7 separate regions of the Mus musculus genome follow, and all the other regions are linked to region 7. A link is a contact called in public Hi-C, promoter capture Hi-C and targeted proximity ligation data. All regions are on one chromosome and are shown on one strand. The core of a region is the stretch at or near the end of the contact, and the rest is flanking DNA. Distances in the headings are between cores, read along the strand shown.

Region 1 (3,423 bases), core at 803-3,302, 1.8 Mb before region 7:
CAGAAAAGGGCATCGCCACTCTTTGGTCTAATACTTGCTTTGTTTTCTTTTCTGTTGTTATTATAAAATACTGACAAAACCAAATTGGGAATGAAAAGGTTTATTTCAATTTAGGGATTCCAGTTTGTCATCAAAGAAATTCAGGGCAGAGCACAAGAAAGGAACCCAGAGGCAGGACTGGAAACTACTGACTTGTATCCTCTGACTTGTTCAGTTAATATTTTTATATATGCCAGGTCCACCTGCCTAGGGTGCTGCTCACAGTGGGCTAGTCTCTCCTCCATCAATTAGGAATTAAAACTTTTTTCCTCAGGCCAATAAGTGGTTGCATTTTCTCAGTTGAGGTTTCATTTTCAGAGATATGCCAAATTTACAACTGAAGCTAATTATGACACTTAGCATATGTGAAGCCTTGATGTCTGTCCCCAGGACCCCCCCCCAAAAAGGTGTAACTTAAGTATATTCGCCACTATCACACCACCAGCCAGCAGCTTTCTCTTATAGCATCTGAGTTACTCACATGACATTATATATTACAATGGTCTAAAGCCAGAAGTGGCTGGGTATGATTTTCCTCATCTGGGTGGAGGAATTTCTTGGCAGTATGGTCTATTTGCTCATTTTCACAGAATATGATGTGAATGTAGTTTTACCTGGATTGCATTTTGGGTGAGTTCTACCTCAGTGCCTTAAGGCAAAACAACCTTTCTAAACTCAGATTCTATCTGTGTGAAATGGAGATGCAGAGGTCTTGGATTGAGAGCCTATGGAGAGGACTTAGCATCACAATGTGGAGGATGCGCAGATTGTGGCTGGGCTTTGCTAGCCACAGTCATCCCTGGCACTTCAGGGTGCTCATTTGTTTTTATTTATAAAGTTCATGTGTTTTACGGCCTAGCCCTCTAAACTATAGGTTACAACCTCACATGGGGGTGTCACAAAAAATGTTGGTAACCCTAAAAGGTGCCTGGATGTGTAATTACCAAAAGTGGATTCAAAATCAAACATATCAGACTGTGACGTGTTTCAGGCCATATTTGCCTGTGTGATGCACATCACTGCTGTCTAGGTTCTGTACATGCAACGTGTGCACTTGTCCCCTGTGTGGCAGCAAGTACCACAGACTGCCTGCCTGAGATAGCCTTGTTCACATTAATGATGGTTACGAGGTGCAGTGTTTGTACTGCATGTAAAAAGTTTTCTGCTGTTATAGAAAGATAACAGTTAAGTTATAGAAAGCCAAGGCTTTTAATATTTTTCCCACTGTCTTTCCTCAGCATGTAAGTATAAAAGTAGCATTCCTTTGGATTCCATTGTGTTACAATGTTTGATTTTTAAAAGTTATTGTTTGGTTTCCTTGACCGAGTTTCATAAAAAGTCATAAACTGAAGTTTGACTTGAGATAGGACAAAACTTGAGCAATTTTTGCAATGTCTCTAAAAATACTTCAGACATTCTGTGCTATGTATTTATGGGCTGTACTGGTCTCATCGGCTACACCTCCAACAACAAAGTAGGAACCAATTCTGAGAACCGTTTTATGTTGCTGAATGTGCAGCAGTATTTTGTAAAAGTAAGCACATCTGTCTCACTAATACACCAATTTGTTTTTGTTTGCAGAAAATGGTAAATATACATATATATATACATATATATATACATATATGTGTATGTATATATGTAATACTAAAATAATTGTTTTAAAATGAATTTCTTTATAATTTATTGTTAAAAAATGCTTGATTTGTATACCTAGCTAGTGGAGTTTGAATGAGAATTTCTGAAGTAAAAGGAGGTCATGAGAGGAAAAAGTTTATAATGCTCTGCTAAGTGCTAGGTATACAGGATGCCCACCAGCTTTGAAGCAGGAGGAAGCTCTGGCTGGGCTTAGAGCAGGCCTGGGCTGGGCTGAATCTTTTGGGCGAACAGAAGGCGCATGCTCCTCTGAGTCCGCTTCCCCAGGGCTAGGCCGATGGCCAGGAGGGGTGGAGTCACCAGGGCACTTCCCGGTGGTGGACTGCCCTGATTGGCTGTGTGAAAGTCCTGGGCAGGGTGACGGCTCCGCCCTCCCACCAAGTAGGTGTAGGCACCAGGTTGGCCAAGCTCGCCTGCTTGTAGTGGGCACTGCTTCTGGAGGCTGAGGTTGGAGGACCACTCCCGGTGAGTGACTGCTTTGGGGCTGGCTTCGTGCAGCGGGCTCGGGAGCTGGTGTCCTGTGGATCGCCAGGGCTGGGAGAGGAGGCCCCACCAGGGTCTCTGGCCTCCAATTGCTCTGCTCCCGGGGCACGCTCTGTGTCGGGTACCTGAAGGTGGTTTGGGGGGCGGCGATTATGTGGGTATCAACAAGAAGTGGACTGTCCTTCCCTGGGCGCCCTCCCGCTTCCTGGGCAGGCGCGATCGACGATTAGGAACCCTGCCCAGATTTCTTGGACTGCTGGACAGGCAGAATGCCTGATTCTCAGTCCTCTTCATCCTTTCTTCCCGTTAGCTCTCCCACGACCTTACTCTTAGCTCTTACACGACTGCATGGCCAGCAGCAACCTTGGGAGTGGGTCCTGGTTAAAAACCCCGGCGATACTGCTGAATAATCAGCTAGTCCTTTGCTTCCAGTATTTGACTGGCGTGTTTACATTATCTTGGAAAATGAGCTTAGTTAGTACTGTTGAGTTGGTAGAGAAGCGTCAGACTGTAGGAGGCACTGCAACATCTGGGCATTGCCAATAGCTTAGGAATTATTGAAAAACTACCCCGGACCTTTATTTTCGTCTGTCTCTGAACTGCGGAGCTGTTCCTGCCCATTTTTTAAAAGCAACATTTGTACTATTTATGCAGGACTTGTCAGAGTCTTGAAGGTTCAAAGTTAAATCAGACTTCAGCTCTGCCCACCCCCACTTCCGTTCTCCAGTTGAAAGGAAGGCAGACAAATAATGAATTGGATTGTTGCAAAGCCATAAGTACTGTGGTAAAGATGTTCTAAACACCTAGACTAGCGCACTAAACCCAGCTCAGAGCCTTATCAGACAACCCCTTCTGTGAGAATTATTTGTCAAGTTCGTTGAGTAACGGTGCTGTGTTGGAAGGAAGTCTAATGGGTGACTTTCCATGTGAGTAGCTTCCCCAATCACCTCACGGTGTGAATGCCCTTCCCAGACTGTATCAGGTTCTGTAAAAACGGCTTCCACCAAAAAGAAAAGTGCTTATTTTAAGTTGCCTTGGGAACCTTTATTTATCGATCTACCGCCCCCACCCCCCCTTGCTTTTCAGACTGCTTTTATGTTCTCTAGTATTGAAGGACCTCTGGGACAGTGACCTGAAGTTAGAAAGGTAGCCTTAGACTGTGCTACATAAGACTATGCTGGCAATTAAAAGCATGTGTGGCCAGGACAAACTCCAGAGATTATTCTCTTCTGTCTGGAATGCTGG
Region 2 (3,663 bases), core at 325-2,824, 1.9 Mb before region 7:
TTTGATACATATGCAGCTAGAGTCAAGAGCTCCGGGGTACTGGTTAGTTCATAATGTTGTTCCGCCTATAGGGTTGCAGATCCCTTTAGCTCCTTGGGTACTTTCTCTAGCTCCTCCATTGGGAGCCCTGTGATCCATCCATTAGCTGACTGTGAGCATCCACTTCTGTGTTTGCTAGGCCCCGGCATAGTCTCACAAGAGACAGCTACATCTGGGTCCTTTCGATAAAATCTTGCTAGTGTATACAATGGTGTCAGCGTTTGGATGCTGATTATGGGGTGGATCCCTGGATATGGCAGTCTCTACATGGACCATCCTTTCATCTCAGCTCCAAACTTTGTCTTTGTAACTCCTTCCAAGGGTGTTTTGTTCCCACTTCTAAGGAGGGGCATAGTGTCCACACTTCAGTCTTCATTTTTCTTGAGTTTCATGTGTTTAGGAAATTGTATCTTATATCTTGGGTATCCTAGGTTTTGGGCTAATATCCACTTATCAGTGAGTACATATTGTGTGAGTTCCTTTGTGAATGTGTTACCTCACTCAGGATGATGCCCTCCAGGTCCATCCATTTGGCTAGGAATTTCATAAATTCATTCTTTTTAATAGCTGAGTAGTACTCCATTGTGTAGATGTACCACACTTTCTGTATCCATTCCTCTGTTGAGGGGCATCTGGGTTCTTTCCAGCTTCTGGCTATTATAAATAAGGCTGCTATGAACATAGAGGAGCATGTGTCCTTCTTACCAGTTGGAATATCTTCTGGATATATGCCCAGGAGAGGTATTGCGGGACCTCCAGTAGTACTATGTCCAATTTTCTGAGGAACCGCCAGACTGATTTCCAGAGTGATTGTTCAAGCTTGCAATCCCACCAACAATGGAGGAGTGTTCCTCTTTCTCCACATCCATGCCAGCATCTGCTGTCACCTGAATTTTTGATCTTAGCCATTCTGACTGGTGTGAGGTGGAATCTCAGGGTTGTTTTGATTTGCATTTCCCTGATGATTAAGGATGTTGAACATTTTTTCAGGTGCTTCTCTGCCATTCGGTATTCCTCAGGTGAGAATTCTTTGTTCAGTTCTGAGCCCCAGTTTTTAATGGGGTTATTTGATTTTCTGAAGTCCACCTTCTTGAGTTCTTTATATATGTTGGATATTAGTTCCCTATCTGATTTAGGATAGGTAAAGATCCTTTCCCAATCTGTTGGTGGTCTTTTTGTCTTATTGCGGGGTCTTTTGCCTTGCAGAAACTTTGGAGTTTCATTAGGTCCCATTTGTCAATTCTCGATCTTACAGCACAAGCCATTGCTGTTCTGTTCAGGAATTTTTCCCCTGTGCCCATATCTTCAAGGCTTTTCCCCACTTTCTCCTCTATAAGTTTCAGTGTCTCTGGTTTTATGTGAAGTTCCTTGATCCACTTAGATTTGACCTTAGTACAAAGAGATAAGGGGAATCACTCTTAAGGAAACAGAATTTACATCAACATACAAACAAGCACCAGGCCAACCTACCATACTTCCTCCTTATAAAAGAGCAAACAGCACTCTGTAGGTTTCATTTTCTGTAAGTTGGAACATTGCCAGTTTCAGTTAGGAACTGAGGGTGTAGCAAACCTTCTCTATATAAATACCTTGCTTATCCTAGAATCCCTAGAACACTTTTGATTGAGTTTGGAAGCATCTCTTGGCCTGGATTAAAGTGCTATGGAGCAACTTCTGAGTCCCAGCAACATGAGGTAAAGGCTTTCTCTTCATTTCTCACCTTATTTCTGTATATGTTAACACTCTAAACTTAGAGCCTTAACTAACCTGTTCCCAGGCATATTTCCTCCTATGGAGTCATCCTGTTCATGGTTCTGATGTTGGTAGGTTTTCACAGTCTGCTGAGTGGGGAAGGTTTTGGGTAAGATGCAAACAACTGCATAGCATAATAACCTTAGGCCTTGTGGGAGGAGGGGAAGGGAGATTCTTTAAGTCTGGGAGGGTCCTGAGCCCTATATGTCCCAAGGAGTTTCTCTAGAGTTGGAGGACAACCCAACTACCATAAATGCAAGAGGTAGCTTGCTGGATGCTCATAAAGAGCATCAAGATTTTCCCTTTCCCTGCATGAATTGCTGAGGTGGTATAACCAAGTGACTGATGCAAAAAGAAAGTTAAAAAAAAAAAAGAAACCAAAGAGATCTAGATGAATAAGTCTATGGCCTCAGCTTTTCCCCGAGTGGGAAATCAAGCATGGATGAAAGCGATCCAGGGGGTAAGATGAGGATACGTGCATAGGGGAGCTGCTTGACTCCATCAGCTAGCACAGGAAAGGACACATTGCTCTTAAGGCAAGGCTGAAAGTGGTCCAGGGAGGAAGATGAGGATACATGCACAGGGAAGCTTCCTGCCTTCATCAGCTTGCACAGGAAAGGCAACATTGCTCTTATGGGACTAAATAAGTATGTGCTTTTCTCTCCAAGGGAGGCACCAACCACTCTGTACAATTTCCAACCACAGTGGCAGTTTTCCAAGTAAAAGGTTAGAGGCTGCCAAGTGGAAGAGAAGAGAAGGTTGATTTCAGAGCAGTGGGGAGAGGGGAGGAGGAAGGGTGTGAATTGATAAATCGATTGAATCTTGCTGGAATAAAGAAGAAGCCAGTTTTAAGATGATCTTTTTTGTATTGTTTCTGTTTGTTTTCATTGATAGTGCAGAGTTTTCTATAGAATTTATCTTATATAGTTTTATCTTCTCTGTGTGACTTTTGATTGCATGTGTGTGTATCACATGCCCACAGATTCAATAAAGGCCAAAAGGCATCAAATTCCCTGAACCTGAGTTAGAGGTAGGTATTATCCACCTGATGTAGTTTTTGAAACTAAACCAGGGTCCTCAGGGGGAGCAGTAAATGGTGTTAGCTACTGAGCCATCTCTCTAGTCACCCTGATCAGTCTTCTATGTTTATGGTAAAATTATGAAAATATCCTCTCTGCAAAACTTACTTTTCACAAAATCGGCAATGCTCTGATGAAACTCATGTGTCAGTATCAATTGGGTACCTACTGGCAACGCTCCTTCTCAGGTTCGAACCCCAGATCTGGTCACTCAGAAGCTCTGGAGTATGCTCAGCAATTGGGATAACAAGAGATTTCCAGTGCTACATTTCAAATGTTAGACACTGAGCCTGCAAATTAGAATCTTAGGACTGTGAAGCTAGGATTCTAAAAAACATACACCCTTTTCTTTCCTAGTTTGGTTAGGTGTAGTAAACTACAGAAAATACACTTAAAGGAATTCTAGCAACTTTTCTGAGCCTACCTGGTATTGCAGTTGGTTCAGGAGGAAAAACTCAGAGTAAAAGGTCCCTGTCACCAGCCTCCCTCCTCCCACACATGCCTTCACCTAGCGTAAGAAGAAGGAGCATACTGGTGACTGCAAAGAAAAGAAAATATTTTTAACCTCAGATAATATGTGACCCACAGAATCATATCCAGGTCCCCAGGGGTACAGGAGTAAGGGGGAGTGAGCTCTTCCTTCATGCACTTTTACTGATCAAAAGAGCAGAGGGCAAGAATCCAGTCTGACAATTGGAACAAGGCCTATCTAGCACATGCTGAGGGGGATTAGGTGCCCAGGCACTCATTCAGACCTTGTACCACTCAGCTCAGAGTGCTCCCTGATGACAGA
Region 3 (3,681 bases), core at 1,088-3,587, 1.6 Mb before region 7:
AGAGACTTGCTGATTTCCTCTCTCACCCTGTTCTCCCTCCCATGTTCTGAGCTCCACCCTGGAGCTTGCTCTGTCTCGCTTGTCCATTTCCTCTCTCTGCTTCCAGCTGCCTCCTTAGGTCTGTCTCTCAGGTAGCTCCCTCCTGAAGCTTACTGTGTCTCTAAGGCTGTCTAACTGCTTGTCTCTCTTCTCCTTCCCCTAGGAGATGCTTGCTTGTATCTATCCCTCTTGGTGTCTCACTGGAACCTGCTCTTTGAGACCTGCAGGTACATCAGGCATTTCTGTATGCACCCCTGGGCCTCTAAGAGATTAGATTCCTCTCTCTGATGGTGTTTCCCTAAGCCTCTTCCACTCCCCATGACTGTGCTTCTAAAGGATGTCTCCCTGCCTGCTCTCTCTCTCTCTCTCTCTCTCTCTCTCTCTCTCTCTCTCTCTCTCAGTTTGCTCTTAGAGCTTGCTCCTATCTCTAACCATGGGCTCTTCCCATTCAGAATATTCCTCACCTGCAGGCTGTCCCTTCTAGGGGAAGAACAATATGGATCTAGGGTAGGGATGGAGGTCAGTAAATCAGGTTGTGGAAAAGAATCGCTAGGAAAAAAAAACCCTTCAAGATGACATGTTTGTACATGCCCTGCCAAGCAAACAGTCTCTGCACCATGTTGTCAGATTATCTGGTTTGCTTGTATTAAGGATTTGACTAAATGTGCCTCCTCTGATCCATTGGAAAGTCATTTCCCTTACCTCTGGCAGATGGGACATAGGAGACTACCTGTAGTGCCTATTAACCAGCACATCAAAGCACATACTTGGACCACAAGTGCCTGTTGCACATTTCAAAGTGCATGCTAGCATCCTAGTCCTGCTCACTGCCACCCCTACTCAAGCTCCCTCCAGCTCCTGGGCTTCCCATCCACTAGCGACTCATTTAACCTAAAAACCTGCTCTGCTCTTCTCACTCTGTTCTCTCACCTCGGCGCCTGCTTCTCTCGCTCGGTTTTCTCTATTCTCTAGCCTCTGCTCCATCTCTCTCTCTCTCTCTCTCTCTCTCTCTCTCTCTCTCTCTCTCTCTCTCTCTCTCTCTCAGATAGCCCTGGTCGAGTCTGCTGGCCATGTTCAGTTTACTTCTTTCTCTCTATGTTCTGGGCTCTTCCAGATGCCTCTGGCCATTTTCTCTTTTATATCCACAATAAAAACCTTTCTCTTAACCATACCATGGGGCAGTAGTGTGTGTGTGTGTGTGTGTGTGTGTGTGTGTGTGTGTATGTACATGCCCCTTGGAGTTAGATCTCAACTGAAGCCCGGCACTGTCATTTGCTAGCTGTGTGACCTCTGTTAAATGCTTAAGCTCTCGGAACCTCTTTTAACCTTGTAAAAGTAAGGAGAGGTTGTCTTCCTCCCTTCTACCACTGCTGTGAAAACCGATTTGAGATCCTTGTGCCCGGCAAATTTTTAGGGACCTGATAAAGCAATCTTTCTAAATTCAGAACTGGATTGAACCTCGGAGGGTCGAATCCCTCGGACTGGCATTTATTAACAGGCATTTCTGAAGAGACCGAATGCTGGAGAGTTCTTACTTCTGTGCCTGCAGCAGACAAGGAGGAGCTGGGACTCAGAGCCCTAGGGTTACTGGGACAAATCTGCTGTGAGAGTGCCAGCAGAAAGAGGGTAACAGAAGAAACAGTACAAACAATATAAAAATATCCACCAGTTCAGCCATCCACAATTTGACAGCTCAATTCCCGGAAGGGAAGGTTTTTTTTGTTTCCCGTGTTGTTACAGGAGAGTAAACAAATCTTCGCAGACAAAGTTACTTTGAGAAATTTTATGATCTAATGCTTGGCTTGTAAATACAGCCCAGAGTAACTCACTTCCCGGTTGAGCGAACTGTCAGAAGTGTCAAATGCCAGGGAGCCTCGGAGCGAACTTTTCTAGTGCCCTAAAGTGGCACTAGAAAAGTGTCTGGGCAAGTCTATAAGCCAGAGTCCCTCTCCAGCCATACTAAAGCGATCGATCCAAGAGCTGGCCAGCACCAAGCTCTGACCGTCGCCCCCGCCCCCCGCCCCGACCCAAACTTTTTCCAGAAAAACGCTGGACTTGGGCTTCAGCCCTGAGCACTTAGCCAAGAGCGAAAGCAGCTCCCCTGCGTTTCTAAACATCTGGACCGGTGGCACCCAATGCCAGCCACATCTGGAATCTCATGTGGTGGTCCCCAGTATGCAGCGTCCCACATCCCAGGCGTCCCAAAGCTTACCAGAGGCAGGACAGCCCAGATCCACAGCATGTCTGCAGCAAGGGAAAACAGCGGGCGGCCTGTGTGGGCAGCCTGCGGCCCCACCCACCAGCTCTAGACTGCCTGTGGGTATGTACTTTGCCTAGGCCCGCCCCCTGGCACGCACAAACCGCTTCGCTCCTATTCAGGTCTTCCCAGAAATCGCTTTGAACACGTGTATGTCACTTTTTTTCTTTTGAGGGACCAAACACAATCTTCGTAAAGCCCCAAGGGTTGCGAGAAAGTTCTGCTGGTCTCCCGGGGAAACCCACTGACTCACCACTGCACAGGCGGCCTGAGCGGGGTGGGGGTGGGGGGCGGGGGAGGAGGGGGCCCAAGCAGGGCTTGATTGCATAAATGGGCATTCCCCATCCTGGGCGCTTCCACAGTCACACCCTCAGGTCAAGTGAGATTTTTTTTTCTGCCTGCTGCTCACCCTGGAAGGAATTCTGAACTCTGTATTGAATTGGACTTTGGCTGATTGCTGGAGACAAAGACCATTTTGCCTTCACTTTCAATATTTTGTCAGTGACAGGTCTGCTGGGGCTTCTGGGGCCTCTGAATGGTAATTACCACAGAGGAGGTACACACCCTAGGATTCTGATGAGGGAGGTCCCTCCACAGAGCTCATATATGATACATGAAGTGACAATCACCACAGCAGAGGTAGAGATAATAGGCTTTGGGATCCTGATGAGGGGAATGTCCCTGGCTTCGTTTCCCAAATGGAGAATGAAGGTAAATGACTATGACAAATAACACAGCAGTTAACTCAGGGACCAAGCCAGAATCTTTAGAACCACGGGGGTTAGATATAGAGTAAGGGACTAGGGGAGGGGACAGAAAGATCTTATTAAGGAAGAGGAATAAAATAGGTAGTTATGATGGGAAGATCAAGTGGGGGAGGGGAAAGGAAGACGATGAATGGGAATACAGGGAGAGACAGCTAAAATTAAAGGGCATTTGAGAGGTATGGAAACCTAGCAGAGTCTTCCTAAAGTATAAGCATACATGAAGGTGATCTATAGCCAAATAATGGGGGGAGACAGAGCCACAAGTGAACATCTCTTGTCATCAAATGAAGTTTTCCTTTCCTGGATGGGGTTGCATCTAATTGAATCGTTGGCCAAAAAGAGTTGCATGGGAGTCCCCAAACAATGCAGCCTGTTGCCAAGACTATAGATTGCTCCCCACAAACTGAGACCCACACAACTCATTGAATATAGAGAAGTTGAGAGCAAGAAGAAAGTGCCTACATAGAGCCTTCATCCCTACATGCCAACATCTTTGGTACTGGAAGATATTCTGCATGCTACTAAAGGAGAAAGGTAAACCTCACCTCTACCCCAAAGCCTTTGATCTATGATGGTGTCCTGCTAGAGAGATGAGCTAGTGCATATAGTGGCACAAAG
Region 4 (3,330 bases), core at 200-2,699, 1.5 Mb before region 7:
TAATATTATCAAAGCTCTTTTCTTGTCTTTTAAAGGAATTGCCAGCTCGTGAAGTGACCAAGACAACACTCTAACACTCCTGAAGCAAGACATCAACACAGAGATCCGTGCCTGGGACTAAAGTAAAAACCAAAACCAAAACCAAAGCAAAACATGGAATTTTGCTTTACACGATGCCTATGATAAGGACCCATTGGATTAATCATAAATGTCCTACTCTGTCTTATACTATGCGATCTCTGTATTTGAGCAGACAATGTATTTCTTAGTCGATAGAAACCAGATACAGAGTAGAAAACTCTTGAGCAACACAAAGAAACCACATCATTGTTTAGCAACTATTAGATTCTCCTAAGAGTCACCAGTGTAATTTCTCAAAGAAAACTATGCATGCGCTCAGGTGGACACCATAAAACAAGTGCATGAGCCGTGGGAGCGTGAGTGGACAGCTGCTGCCATTCACCCTGGGGTTTCCCTAACATGTGCACAGTTCAGAAGCACTCCCAGAATCCATCCAAAATATCTCTATCGTGAATGGAATCAGAACCTTGGCTTGCAGGAGGAAAGTACAGAAATGTAAAGTCACTGACTGTCCATCAAAGCCAACGATCTGATGCCTTTGAAGAATGATAGGGTCACTTGAGGTCACTTGATCTCTGTTTCTGTCCAGTGGGCTCATAGTCATGGAGGAGAGTGAGCAGGCTTCATTTCAACATTTCAAATTTCTTTTACAAAGTTTTTTTTTTTTATTTTTTTATGACAGGGTGACTGGTGATCTCTGTGGGCAAAGGATGGTCCTTAATCATGCTGTTAAGGGTCAGTAAAAAGCCAGCAACATGCGGAATGTTAAGGGTTAAAGCAGTTACAGTGATTCTGACTTCTAAGTTACTCTTTGGGCAACACAGGCTGGTTAATCCTCACTACATACTTCAGTTCCTGGTTTCATTACTACAACACAAAGACACAATGTATAAGTACAATGTAGCTTCCATAAAAACATGACTCCTCTGCATATTTATGGGTGACTCGAAGCATCTTTTGATCTAGGCTACCTTTTGCAACAGTGTTGCTTAAAAATCGCAGCTAGTCAGAGACAGGCCCTTCCTTATCCAAGTCCTCAGCTAATGGCCCAAAAGACTAGCCAGACAGGGGCTGGCATCTTCTGAGGAATGTGCAAACCGTGCCTGCGTCTGTCCCATGACACTAGCCCAGTGTCTGGGCATTTGAGCAGTTGTTCTGAGGGCTTAGGATGTTTATCCCCATAAGCAGCTGAGCTGCCTCCTGTTTCGGGAGCAGAACAGAGGAATGCAGTGGAAGAGACCCAGGCCTCTGGCCACCCAGATTAGAGAGTTTTGTGCTGAGGTCCCTATATGGTTGTGTTAGAGTGAACGGCCAGCTTCAGCCCGTCTTTGCTCCTTGTTTGGGAAGCGAGTGGGAGGGGATCAGAGCAAGGGGCTATATAACCCTTCAGCGTTCAGCCTCCCGGGACACCACCCACCCAGAGTGGAGAAGCCCAGCCAGTCGCTGTCAGGGTAAGTAGCCCCAGCCCAGGGATATGACTTCGAGTTTTCCCAGGCTCTTTTATCATCCAATGTAGCCAGACATTGTCTGTGGGAATCTGAATGACTCACGTGTTTTGAATTTTTGAATAAAGATTTATACTGTTAAAATGATTGTAGCTTTTTAGCTTGCATGATTTTACATCCGAATAGGGCTGATTTACTGGAAACAACGCTTGATTTACTGGAAAAGGAAATGGATAGAAAATTAAAGTTTGTTCATGTGTGTCATCTGCAAAACCTGTTTACACTAAACCAACTGCTCTGATCCCGCAGCGTACTGTAGGGGTGGAGTCTAGCTGTATGTGGTAAATTATACGTTTGTTTCTACTTAGGCAAAAGTTGGAAACTTTTGGATGTATCATGATGTAGCATGAGGTATTTAGTGCAGCTGAGGTAACTGGAAGTGAATATCAGGAATGAACTGAGGTAGTTGCCTGCTCTCTGATGTTGGCTGAGTGGACGCATTGCTTCTGGGTTTCCGGGGCTCTAAGAGCTGGTGTCCTATGCTGGAAATGTGTATCTTGTGAGTGTGTTGGTGCCCTTACAAGTCAGACCTATGCCATTGGTCATTTGCAGCATAGCATAGCTTTTCTACTTTCTGCAAAGAAAGGAGGAAGTGTCTCATCCAGGGGAGATCTGATTTGCATTTCTCTGCCTCACGTGTCCCTCAGCCGCTTAAGTATCTGTGGAACCAGCCTTGCCACCCCACATTGTAACTCAGGGCTCGGTAGCTTCATCAGGGAATGGAGTTTTCTCGATAAGATTTTCCTCCTGTTTTGTGATTCATGACTAAATATGGTTTGCATTTGAGACTCATAAGCTGGGAAGGGTACTGTCCTTTCCTCCCCTCCCCCCTCCCCCCAACAATTCATTTTTGGCACCAGATGAGCTCCACTGGGCTGCACCAAACTCCCCGCCCCGGTGCAGTTCCAAAAGCAGAGGCTGGAGCCCAGTGTGTTTTACCTAATTAGGAAATGCTCCCCGCTTCAAACCGAGCTGCTCATTCAGGTTAGATAAGAGTTGCAAACCACAGCGGCTGCGTCCTCTGGAAACACACAGACTTCTTCTCCAGTGACAACGCTCCTTTCAGAGCTTAATAAGACAATTTTTTCCTGGATATTTTTGATGAAATAGAAATACATCTTTACGGAATTTGACAGTATTTTTTCCTGCATTTTTTTAAAAACCAGGTAGCTTATTTTTCTGAATATACTAAGGCACAACCTTAAGCCATCCTGCCCAACAAAAAGTTTATGTGGGTTATCCTTCCCCATTTTCAGAGGGTATCCTAATTCCAAGTGGCTTATCCCATTTGCAGCCCTGGTGCTAAGTATGGAAAACAGGCTTAGTGGACACACAGACTCTCTGCTGGTCCTTTGGTGGTTTCTGCCTCTGCCAGTCACCTGGCTTCTGTGCCTCCTTGTGGTTTGAAACTTTCTTCTGAGTCCTTATCATCCACTGGAAAGGAAGCTAAGTATAATTCAGAGTCTGAAAGGAAAGGCATAGTGGAAAGAGGAAAGAGCAAACTGCTGAAGAAACCCATTTTCCCATTCTTGCAAGGGGAACACATTGAAGATTTCACTCTGATCTTGAGGACAGGGTTGAAAGAAAACCAAGATCGCAAACAGAATCTTTGGGTAGGGATAATAGTTACTTGATGATATCCACGTGCAATGCTTGTACAACACTCTGGATGTCCTTTGAAGCTCTCAAAAATCCAAGCTTAAATGTCAATTCCTTAAATTGTTGTTAAAACAACCCTAAGGGG
Region 5 (3,366 bases), core at 27-2,526, 1.8 Mb before region 7:
TGTGAAGCCACAGTTATGGGGTACTTCCTGACAAATGTGGGAGCCAGTTCTTGATGAGTGTGAATCACAAGTAACAGTCTTGTGCAGGCAAAAGTTACAGTCCATCCCCTCCCCCTCCCCCCCCCCAGGGGGGACTGGCAGCAGGCTCCTAGAGCTACAATCCCTGTTTTCTTTGGAAAATAACACAAGAAACACAAGCTTGTATAAGACTATGTTAGCTTCCAGCAGAGAAAAGCAGCTGTAAAGACACAAATTCAAGAAGGAAACCCTGGGAGAATGGCCCCTGGCTTTCCTCTGGGATCTTCTGTGCCGTGTATCCGCTACCCGGGGCTGATTTCTGTGCTCCACTCTCTAGGGCACTCTCCTTGGATATAGTACTGACCTCCTGTGCTCAGTCCCTGGACGATCAGTCCCAGTGTCTGAAAGGGTATCCAGGAGTTGAGGAGTAGGGAACAACTGAGGGTTGGTAAAAGTCGGAGCCTGAGGGACCTCTAAGGAAATGGCAGGGGAGATGAGACATGTTCCGGGAGGCTATGAGATTGCTCAGATCTTCTTCTCCACTGGCCTTTGCGGTTTGGCCCAATCGAGTGAGCCTTTACGGGTGTTAAGCCTCCGTTCTCCAACCCAGAGCAAAGGCTGGCAGTGCTGCCCTCTTGACCGCTGTCTTGCAGGATCTGATCTCTGCTCTTGACACCGCGGGCTTTAAGGGCACCAGAGCGGGAGAGTCGTCCGCGCCAAAAGGCTGCGAGCCTGACTGCTCTTTTTTGGAGGATGCCAGGTTCCCTCTCCTACAGGACTCAATCCCTGTCTGCAACGGACCCAGTACCAGCACTGTGGCGTGAGGTACGCACACTCAGAGTCCCCCAAGGTGTAGAATAAGTCTTTAAACAGTCAAAAACAGATATTTTAAAACCCAGGGAATTCTGCTTTGGTTGAGAAACAGCGCCTTCTGAGAGCGAAGAACTCATTAGTTTTTAGCGGTGATGGCGGGTGAACTGTCCCAAGGCAGAATCGCTCTCTCCTGTGTCATTAGTACATCAGCTGAAAGGCAAGCAAACAGTTCTTTACGTCTGGGAAAGGGCTTTAAGGGCCGCTGCTTGCGTGAAGGGGAGATTTGATGCAGCTATAAACCAGGACATAGACAGGAACAAAATTCGGGTTATTTAAGCAAAATTCTTTAGCAGGGAAAGGGAGGTGGGAAGGAGACGGAAGGGTGACGTCACTGGGGGGAGTGGCCACAGTCTTAAGAAAAGTCGGCGGGGCTGGGGAGACCACAATTGTGGGACATAGTCTCAGCATGGGCTGCTACAACGGTTCGGAGCTCCAAGACCTGGGCTGTTCCAGCCAGCTGCTCCTGCAGCCCCTCTGGGACACCATAAGGACAAGGGAGGCGTTCACGCGCTCACCCATCTTCCCAGTCACCTTTTCTATCATCACTTACGTGGGCTTCTGCCTACCGTTCGTGGTGCTGGACGTCCTGTATCCCTGGGTCCCCATCCTGCGACGCTACAAGATCCACCCGGACTTCTCGCCTTCCGTAAAGCAGCTTCTGCCTTGCCTGGGGCTGACACTCTACCAGCACCTGGTGTTCGTGTTCCCGGTGACGCTGCTGCACTGGGTGCGCAGCCCGGCGCTCCTCCCCCAGGAGGCCCCTGAGCTCGTCCAGCTCCTAAGTCACGTCCTGATCTGCCTGCTGCTCTTCGACACCGAGATCTTCGCGTGGCACCTGCTGCACCATAAGGTGCCCTGGCTGTACCGCACCTTCCACAAGGTGCATCACCAGAACTCGTCCTCCTTCGCGCTGGCGACCCAATACATGAGCTTCTGGGAGCTGCTTTCGCTGACCTTCTTCGACGTGCTGAACGTCGCGGTGCTTCGGTGTCACCCACTCACCATCTTTACCTTTCACGTGATTAACATCTGGCTGTCGGTGGAGGACCACTCGGGCTATGACTTCCCGTGGTCCACTCACAGACTTGTGCCCTTTGGCTGGTACGGGGGCGTGGCTCACCACGACATGCATCACTCTCAGTTTAACTGCAATTTTGCTCCTTACTTCACACACTGGGACAAAATGCTGGGCACTCTGCGGTCCGCGCCCCTGCCAGAGAGCCTTTGCGCCTGCGGTGAGCGCTGCGTGAACTCCAGAGAGCGATGCGCTGTACACTTGATCCAGAAGAAGAAACAGACTTGAGTTACTTTATTAGAAGTTTGTAACTTTTAAAGTGATGCACACTGCTATAAAATCTAATGTTGTTTCTGCAGCCTGACAAAGTAATTTATATAATGTTTCTATGTGAATTTAATTGTGGTCTTGGTGTTAAATTTCAACTTATCCCAGTGTCATTGACTCCAGGACACAAGGTAGACATTCAGCGTGGTGTATTTGAATCATTATGATCTCTGAAATGATTTGTTTCTAGAACCAAGACTTTCCTATGTATGAAATCGCACTGGAACTGGGCTCTAACCTCACATGTTGAGAGAAGACCTGATTTCTGACTCTTTAAATAATCAAATTTGTTCCTGCTGGGCAGTGACCAAGGTTATAGTATATTTTTTCTACTTTTGAATGAAATGATATATTTATATTGAAAAAAGTTTTATTTGTATTTTAAAAATAAAAAGAACATGAACTAAACAAGCATTAGCTCCTGGTGGGCCTGATGAATTAAAAAAAAAACTAAAAAGGAAGTGTGTGTGTGTGTGTGTGTGTGTGTGTGTGTGTGTGTGTGTGTGTGTCTGTGGCTTCTCAGTGTTCTTTGAAGCATCTACCAGTCTTGCCATGGCAAGAGCAATTTGGTGTCAGGTATTGGGCAGGGGGGCTAGGGAGTAACTTTGGGAAGAAGGCTAGGGGCTAGCTGACTGCTTATTCACACTGCTTTTTGTCTGGTTTTGACATAAGAAGCACGTGAAAAACTTGCTCTGTAGGTTACTTTTCTAGGGGATTAAGACCAGTCTCTTCTGTATTGTTGGAGTGCTATGCGTAGGGTAACTTAGAATCAGAGTAACGCCTTGATAAGCCAAGTTAGTGCATTAGGGAAGCTGATAAACTAAGCTCCATTTTAAGGTAGAGTCTATTCTTGGCTAGCACAACTGACCCTTAAAAGGCTGCCCCTGCAGCCTGGAGTTTTCCTATAGTTTATTTTCTTAATGAAGACACACATGCCAAGCATATAGCCTCTTCTTAACAGAGGGTGAGAGTAACTTTCAGTCTTAGACTTCCCGTTTTGTCTTCTGCAAAAGGAGATAGTATGAAAATAGTATGAAAAGGAGGAGGTGAAAATTAATATCAAGACAAAAGGAAGGGACAGCTGGGCTGCTCAGTAATAGAAATTATTGGCTAGGCAGATGTTGCCATCAAAT
Region 6 (3,330 bases), core at 419-2,918, 1.8 Mb before region 7:
ACTTTAGAACCGTTTTCATTGTTAAATTAAAGTACATCTCAAAGGAAAACTACTGAACTCTTTTAAACAGCGGCAAAGCAAACAACCATGTGTGTCCCTGCTTTAGCAGTCACGAGTAGTTACTAGCCCTCATGTTTCAAGCATCCCAGGAATTTGAACCATGGCCATCATGATGTTCTGGACCCTGTTAAGGGCCAAATAATAAATATTTTCTCTGGCTTTGTGAGCAACTAGTCCAGTCTGCTGTTGCAGCGTAAGAGAGCACCTGATCCAATAAAACTTCATTTATAGAAGCAAATAGCAAGCTGGCCTCCGGGTGGCAGTTTGTTAACCCTTGTTCTATGACCCTGTGTATTTTTCATGCTCAGAGTATCTTGATGGTCCTATCTCCTCCTGCATGGTCTTTTCAGCCACTGCCTTACTCTTTTGAATAGCACACTTCTCAGGGTGCCAACGTGTTCTAATTTTTCCTTCTGTTGTCTCGGAGTCTTTGTTAACATTTTACTGAAGTATAAGTGTGATTCAGGCGCATGGCCTCCTGAGCAGTTGCTGTCCTGATGCTATTTACACTGCTTGCTTTCAGCACTCCCAAATACTTTCCTCATGAGGACACAAATACCTCATTGTGCCTTCTTCATCTCTGAACTGCACCCTAATTTGAGATTCCCAGTCCCTACTTCTAACGTTTACCTCTCTTCTTCCTTTACCAACATTTAAATCCAGAAAATATTTTAGAAAGAAGAAAGAAAGAAAGAAAGAAAGAAAGAAAGAAAGAAAGAAAGAAAGAAGGAAGGAAGGAAGGAAGGAAGGAAGGAAGGAAGGAAGAAAGAAAGAAAGAAAGAAAGAAAGAAAGAAAGAAAGAAGAGAGAGAGAGAGAGAGAGAGAGAGAGAGAGAGAGAGAGAGAAGGGGGGCAGGGAGAGGGCGAGGGAGGGGGAGGGGGGGGAAGAAAGAAATTCATTGTGTCCACTCTATCTCCACAGAGAGGAATTCCTACATCAGCTGTCATTTTAAAACACCAAACCTGAGGAACACAGGGAGGTTGGGGAGGGGGAGAGACCATTACACAATAACATGTTAATAGACTTACAGAGTTGAGAGGTTGTGGGACATTAAAAAGGTTTCTGTAATTTCTGGTGCATTCCTTCTCAAATAAACAACCGGAAGTAAAAAAAAAAAAAAGCTGTTTTTGAAAGCCTTTGAGTGAGCTGAGGGTGGGTTCTGGATAAAAGAGTGACTAGATATATAGCTTAGGACCCAGAGTCCACCACGCGCCCCTAGTGGACAGCCCAGGAAAACAAAAGTTGCGTCCACCCACATTTAAGAGCGACGACCACCTACCTCTAAGTCTCATCTTGGTGCATCTTGCTGATGGGTAAAAAAGCATTAACTGCAGAAGGCCAGAACTTGCTTTTCGGCAGAATGGACGCTGGCGAAGGGTGCGTGGCCAATGACTCCTGACTGCCGGGTGCCGGATGTAACCCCTACCCACACTTGGTGCTTTGAGGGATCTACTACTAGACAGGGCTACTCATTAAAAATATCTTGCTTCACTCTCTTTCCTACATATTTGCAGCGTTAGTCGGGTGTGGCTGGAATACCTTAGTCCTTTGGGGGACTCCCCGCTGTTTCCTAAAGTGAGCTCCATCTCGCTGGGTCCCCACATCACTAAGGGCGGGAAACTGCACTCACCCAGGCAACCTGGCTCGACTACAGCTCCCAGGGAGCTTTGTTTTGGGGTGGTACTCCATCTTAGCGCTGCTTCCTCCCACTGTGTCCTGCTATTGTCGCCAGAGGGTGCCCTTCTCCGCCGCTTTTAGCTTTATTATCCCTAGATGCTAAATTTGAGAGTTTGCAGCAGAAATACTTCCGGAATTGGGAGAGAGACGGTTTTATCCATTCTTCCAGGAAGCTCCCATGAATTTTCCAGCCTCTGGGTCTTGGTGCTCCAGCCCAGCTCTAGCATAGAATTCTCCTTGCACAATGCAAGACCAGACAGGATCCTTTTCTGTCCTTTCCTATTTTTAATGTTTACTGATGTTGCTAACTGAAGCGGATTAATTCGCAGACTGTAATATTCTGGACAGCAGAGATAATACCTAGTTGATTCTTAGAGGATGGTTCACTCATTTCCAGTTTCCTAATAGTCCATCTTAGTGAGGGACATGATCCTGAATTGAATTCCTGGATTTAAATTGAAATTGAGACTCAACTGGCTTAGGGGAGATGACTTCAGGGGCTTATATCACTTGACTTTAAGCCCTAGGATCTGAGCTGGGATGGGATTTTAATCCCAGGGAAAGTAAAAATCGACTCCTGCAAGTGGTCCTCTGACCTCCGTGTGGCACCCTTGATAAATGGATGGATGGATGATAGATAGATAGATAGATAGATAGATATAGATCCAGATAGATGGATAGAATGAAAGATAATGACATTCAAAGTCCTTTAAAAGAAAGTGAGGTTCCAAGGCTAGGATGTAGCTCAGTGACAGAGCTCTTGCCCATGACACTGGCTTCTGTCCCTAGGACTGAAAGGAGATAGGGGATGGGGAAAGGAAGAGTTTTAGCAGTGAACTGTCATTCTAAGGATCCATCATACCCCTCCCTGTTGCCTGGTGGTTAAACACTTCGGTCTTGTCAATTTAGTTTCTCTTCTAAATTGAGTCCCCCCCCCTCCCCCTCCCCCTCCCCCTCCCTCTCCTCCTCCTTCTCTTCACAGGCGATGAGACATTTTAATCTAATAGTGGTACTTAACACTACACAGGGAGTCACAGCTCCCAGAGGATCCCTAAAGGCCAAAGGAAGATCCAGAAATATCTAGAGTTGCTGGTCCCCTGCCTGTGGGAACAGGGGTCAGAAGGTGGCAAAGCAGGGGCCTTCCTGTCACTCATAGATCCAGTCCTGTGCACAACTCTTGAAGTCCACCAGCTCCTTGGGCTGAAACCACAAGCTGGGCTCTCTACAGAACCATTCTTACCAACTTGGATGCAAAAGTCTCCTCGGATGGTCACAGGCTTAGAGTGAGTGGGGTTGGTCTCTGTTAGCATCACCGAGACTGTCTTCACAACATTCAGTCCCTCCCAGACCACAGCACACATGACCAACGGTGAGTGTACCTTCATTACCATCAGGCCTGGTGGGCTCCAGCGGGAGCTTGTGGGAGAGATCATCAATCAATTTGAACAGAAGGGATTCCTCCTGTTGGTATGAAATTTGTGCGGGCTTTGGAGAACCTTCTCAAAGAGCGCAGCGTTGACTCGAAGGACCAGGACCGTCATTTCTTTGTAGGATATTTCTACAGGACCCCTTTCCTGGCAGGCAAACACAATG
Region 7 (3,676 bases), core at 46-2,545:
CTTGTTGGACTGCTGAGGCATGTTACCTCCAGCACTGCGAAGCTACCAGGACAGCCATTGTTGGACCATTCAAGACTGTGCTGGGTAAACCAGTCTAAAATTAAAACAAAAAAACCAAACTCTTTTTAATATTGATTCATTCCATCTATTGTGTTCTTCTATCGAACTCCAGTAAAGTCCTTTAACAAGGAACTTTCCAGGCTCTGGCAGCACTTCTGGGCTGTGTCTCTCCACAGCTATTAACAACATCATTTACTAATATAACTGTCAGCAGAGGGAGGAAGCAGTGTGTTACTTATGTGGTCCAGGGTATAAAGCAATCCTCCTTGCATAGCCACCCCAAATGCTAGGAAAACAGGCATGTGACACCAATCCCAGCTTGGCTGTAGAATTCTTTAGCCTTAAAAGATAATCCTGAAAACAGAGCGAAACAAACTGCCTCCTCCAGGAATATAAAAAGGTCTTAAGAAGTCTGTCTTATTCCTTCATAGTCCCACTGCCTTTATTTGAAGTGATGATGCTCCTTTTGTTTATGGGCAGTGTGTCTACTTATTCTTGTTCCTTAGTAGTGTATATACATTCAGAAGGGGCTGGCTTTCAGATACGGTTCCTTGGAATCTTGGTGTCACGTCCCTCACTTCGCAAGAGGAAGGGGTTAAAAAAAAAAGTCATCAATATGCAAAACCTGTCACCAGATGCCCTATTCTGACCCAACTGCCAGACCTCCCTGGTCTGCCTGGCTGCTCAAGCGTTCAGTGGATTCTCAGGCGCCGCCTCCAGGTGTCATCAGTACAGAGATGGGGGAGGAGGGTGAGCTCACCCTAGAAACCGAAAGGCAGATGGTGAGGCCATGCGCGTCTGAGCAGCATCATGAGGACTTGCTGCGGGGATGGGGGGTGGTGGTGGTGGTGGAAGTTTATCAAACCAGGGAAGCATTTCTTTGCCTTCTGTAAAAGGCTCCTCTGTCAGGGTTGCGTACAGCTCCAGAGTAGCAAGGGATTTCATGTGTCAAGCGTCTTTCCCAATTCAGTTTCTGAGTCTCTCAAGTTGAACTCAGAGCCCTTTGGGGAGCACCCTGTTCATCCTATCTACCTTTCTGAATGTTATCGGCCCAGCGGGTACTAAGGTGTAGGTTGGGGAAAGTAGCTCGCCCCGCACTGCGTCGCCATGCCTTGGCTGGCACGCCACCGGCTCGGCAGGGATCGCGCATGCTCCGTGCGGTGGGGGGCGGGGCTCCAGCCCCCGGAAGCGTTCTCTCCCCGGCCGCGTTTCTTTCCTGTGCGAGGCCGGGCTACGGCTCTCCCATCGTCTCTGGTCCTGCCTCTGGGTGAGTAGCGGGTTCCCGCGGGGCCGGGCCAGGTGCGTCCCCCATCCCTCCCGGTCCCCCAGGGCCTGGCGCTCACCTGGGGAGACCAGCCCGGTAGTCACCTGCCTCCGCGTCGGTCACACTTGAGCGCCGCCCCGGATCCAGCGGATTAACCTCCAAGGGCGTCCGGGGCCTCGCCTTGGCGCCCGGCCGGGCGCGAGCCCTCAGGTCTCAGCGCTGGCGGGAGACTCCGGCTGCCCGCAAGGACATCTCTTGTAGGCGGCCTGGTCATTGGAGGATCGGGGGCGCTCAGGGCGACCTCAGGGCTAGGCTTGTAAGAAGGCGGCTGGAAGGAGCCGGTCCGCTCGTGCCGGCCCCTCTCCTCCTCCCTCTTTGTGCAAAGGCGGAGGTGTTTCTTCAGTGCTGGCCATGCTTTCCCAGAACATGCTGATGTTAATAATGACCTGCCCTCTCCGCGAAGCCTGGCAGGAATTCATTGTCACAGTCTGCGACTGTAGGGCCTTGATAGGCACAGAATTGCTGGGACTTTGAGTTGAGAGACCATTTGGAGCACACTGCAGTGACTTAGGGAATACTGCAGTAAAAACGTTAGTAGTTGCTCAGAGATAGGGTATCCACACTGAAACCAGAGCTAAACAGGAAAAGATTTAAAATGATATGCGTTTAAAGATAATTCTGAATTAACACCGGTCTAGTGGTGTTTCTTAGTGATATACAGCAATGTGTATATTTTGTTAAAATTAGCGTCTATGCAAAATTGAAATACATTCTCCACATTTGCAGCCAATTTGCAGATATATCAGTGCTTTATGAATGATAGATGGGTATGTACCTCATCTGTGGAGACTGTATAAAATATTTCCATTCACTGTCCACACAGCAGAACGTTTCCGTTTCATTTCAGGATTTCGAAGTCACTTTTGGATATGATGAGCAGTGGTCTTTTTTTTTTTTGTTTTGTTTTTGGTTTTGTTTTTTTGTTTTTTGAGATAAGTCTTCTCTGCGTAGCCCTGGCTGTCCTGGAACTCTGAAGACCAGGCTGGTCTCCAATTTGGAGATCTGCTTGCCTCTACGTCCCAGGTGCCAAGATTAAAGGTGTCAGCCACAGTTTTTGGAGTTCTTTATATATTCTGGATATTAATCCTCAGTCAGTCAGTTGACAAAGATATCCTCCCATTCTGTGGGCTACCTCTTCACTCAAATTTAGCTGCTGCTACCACCATCAACCTCTGCCTAGACCCAGAGTAGTCTTAAATCTGCCTAGAGTCAATGTTAATATTGGAATGGGAAGATATGTAAGCAAGAGATTTGTCTGTTGGTGGTGTTTTTTTTTTTTAAAGATTTATTATATTTAAGTACACTGTAGCTATCTTTAGACACACCAGAAGAGGACATCAGGTCTAATTACAGATGATTGTGAGCCACCTTGTGGATGCTCAGATTTGAACTCAGGACCTCTGGAAGAGGAGTTAGTGTTCTTAACCGCTGAGCCATCTCTCCAGCCCTGGTGGTGTTTTGATAGGAGTAAAAAATTATTACTGTCATCAGGTATGGTGATATACAGCTTTAATCCCAGCACTTGGGAGGCAGGGGCAGGTGGATCTCTGAGTTTGAGGATAGCTGTGTCTACAGAGTGAGTTCCAGGACATCTAGGACTACGTGGAGAAACCTTTTCTCCATAAACAAAAACAAAATCTGTTAGTGTCTTCATGACGTTAAGGAAATATGCTTTAGGAATAGCCTATAGCCCTGATTTATCTTGTAATTCAGTGACTGCCCTGTAGATGGCAATTTCAACATGCTGATTTAAACTCTTGGTTTTTGGAGGCAGAGATGTTTTATGTACTTTAGAATTATCTTGAACCCTATGTAGCCCAGGTTAGCCTTGCACCTTAACCTTGGCCCTTCAGTCTTCCTAATAGTCCGCTGAGATTCACAGGCTTGTGCCACTATACCCAGCTCTGACTGAAACCAAAAAACCAAACATTTTATTGGAATGTCATGACTTCACAGATTGTTAACAAAACCCTTACCCCATCTGTTGCATTATTATTATCAACTATGTTTGAAGCTTTATTGAGATATAGACAACGAAAGTGAAATTTTCAGGTCCTTTGAGAAGTTGATTATCATGCATCCTATTTTTCGAAATCTATACAAGTGGATAATCCTATGGATACTTAGCCATACTGTGAATTGTTACATGAGGCAATTATCATTTGGTGGCTAAATCAGTTCCCTTTTTTTTTTTTTTGTAATCTAGCTGCACTGTATTTTTGTGTAATTATATAGTAGCCATTATAAATCAAATATAGTACGTTCTTTTTATATAGATGTTCTTTAAGTTCT

What was found. Promoter capture Hi-C pulls out the DNA fragments that hold promoters and counts their contacts. A called contact is a pair of places that touch in the nucleus more often than the background predicts.
Region 1: a contact with region 7 is called in a targeted proximity ligation map of pancreatic cancer cells. A contact is called at or near these places in 2 of 39 promoter capture datasets (hippocampal neurons and pre-B cells), 1 of 484 Hi-C or Micro-C datasets (cerebellum) and 3 of 130 datasets of targeted methods (large pre-B cells, pancreatic cancer cells and stem cell-derived epiblast-like cells).
Region 2: a contact with region 7 is called in a Hi-C map of B cells, with 6 read pairs. A contact is called at or near these places in 1 of 484 Hi-C or Micro-C datasets (B cells) and 3 of 130 datasets of targeted methods (bone marrow-derived dendritic cells, large pre-B cells and pro-B cells).
Region 3: a contact with region 7 is called in a promoter capture Hi-C map of liver, with 2.5 times the contacts expected there. A contact is called at or near these places in 3 of 39 promoter capture datasets (hippocampal neurons, liver and pre-B cells), 2 of 130 datasets of targeted methods (large pre-B cells and thymic regulatory T cells) and 1 of 9 other capture datasets (adipose tissue).
Region 4: a contact with region 7 is called in a targeted proximity ligation map of pro-B cells, with 5 times the contacts expected there. A contact is called at or near these places in 8 of 39 promoter capture datasets (the 3T3-L1 cell line, 3T3-L1-derived adipocytes, the SN4741 cell line and 4 more) and 3 of 130 datasets of targeted methods (astrocytes, large pre-B cells and pro-B cells).
Region 5: a contact with region 7 is called in a targeted proximity ligation map of astrocytes, with 4 times the contacts expected there. A contact is called at or near these places in 2 of 39 promoter capture datasets (the SN4741 cell line and liver) and 2 of 130 datasets of targeted methods (astrocytes and large pre-B cells).
Region 6: a contact with region 7 is called in a targeted proximity ligation map of pro-B cells, with 5 times the contacts expected there. A contact is called at or near these places in 1 of 39 promoter capture datasets (embryonic stem cells), 1 of 484 Hi-C or Micro-C datasets (pro-B cells) and 3 of 130 datasets of targeted methods (astrocytes, large pre-B cells and pro-B cells).

The regions. Positions count from the first base shown.
Region 1 is chr19:34,526,103-34,529,525 of GRCm38.p6, reverse strand. Lipa (lysosomal acid lipase A) reads left to right here and starts at 2,052. Exons shown (of 10, transcript NM_021460.3): 1 at 2,052-2,160.
Region 2 is chr19:34,597,338-34,601,000 of GRCm38.p6, reverse strand. Ifit1bl1 (interferon induced protein with tetratricpeptide repeats 1B like 1) reads left to right here and starts at 1,574. Exons shown (of 2, transcript NM_001110517.1): 1 at 1,574-1,733. The coding sequence starts at 1,702.
Region 3 is chr19:34,289,315-34,292,995 of GRCm38.p6, reverse strand. Fas (Fas (TNF receptor superfamily member 6)) reads right to left here and starts at 2,337. Exons shown (of 9, transcript NM_007987.2): 1 at 2,252-2,337. The coding sequence starts at 2,281.
Region 4 is chr19:34,253,492-34,256,821 of GRCm38.p6, reverse strand. Acta2 (actin, alpha 2, smooth muscle, aorta) reads left to right here and starts at 1,449. Exons shown (of 9, transcript NM_007392.3): 1 at 1,449-1,532. Gm31355 (a long non-coding RNA gene) reads left to right here. Exons shown (of 4, transcript XR_386664.1): 4 at 36-186.
Region 5 is chr19:34,473,058-34,476,423 of GRCm38.p6, reverse strand. It overlaps Ch25h (cholesterol 25-hydroxylase), which reads left to right and starts at 1,276. Exons shown (of 1, transcript NM_009890.2): 1 at 1,276-2,641. The coding sequence starts at 1,298. The coding sequence ends at 2,194.
Region 6 is chr19:34,549,032-34,552,361 of GRCm38.p6, reverse strand. Ifit2 (interferon-induced protein with tetratricopeptide repeats 2) reads right to left here and starts at 1,668. Exons shown (of 3, transcript NM_008332.3): 1 at 1,340-1,668.
Region 7 is chr19:32,709,917-32,713,592 of GRCm38.p6, reverse strand. It overlaps Atad1 (ATPase family, AAA domain containing 1), which reads left to right and starts at 1,295. Exons shown (of 10, transcript NM_026487.3): 1 at 1,295-1,327.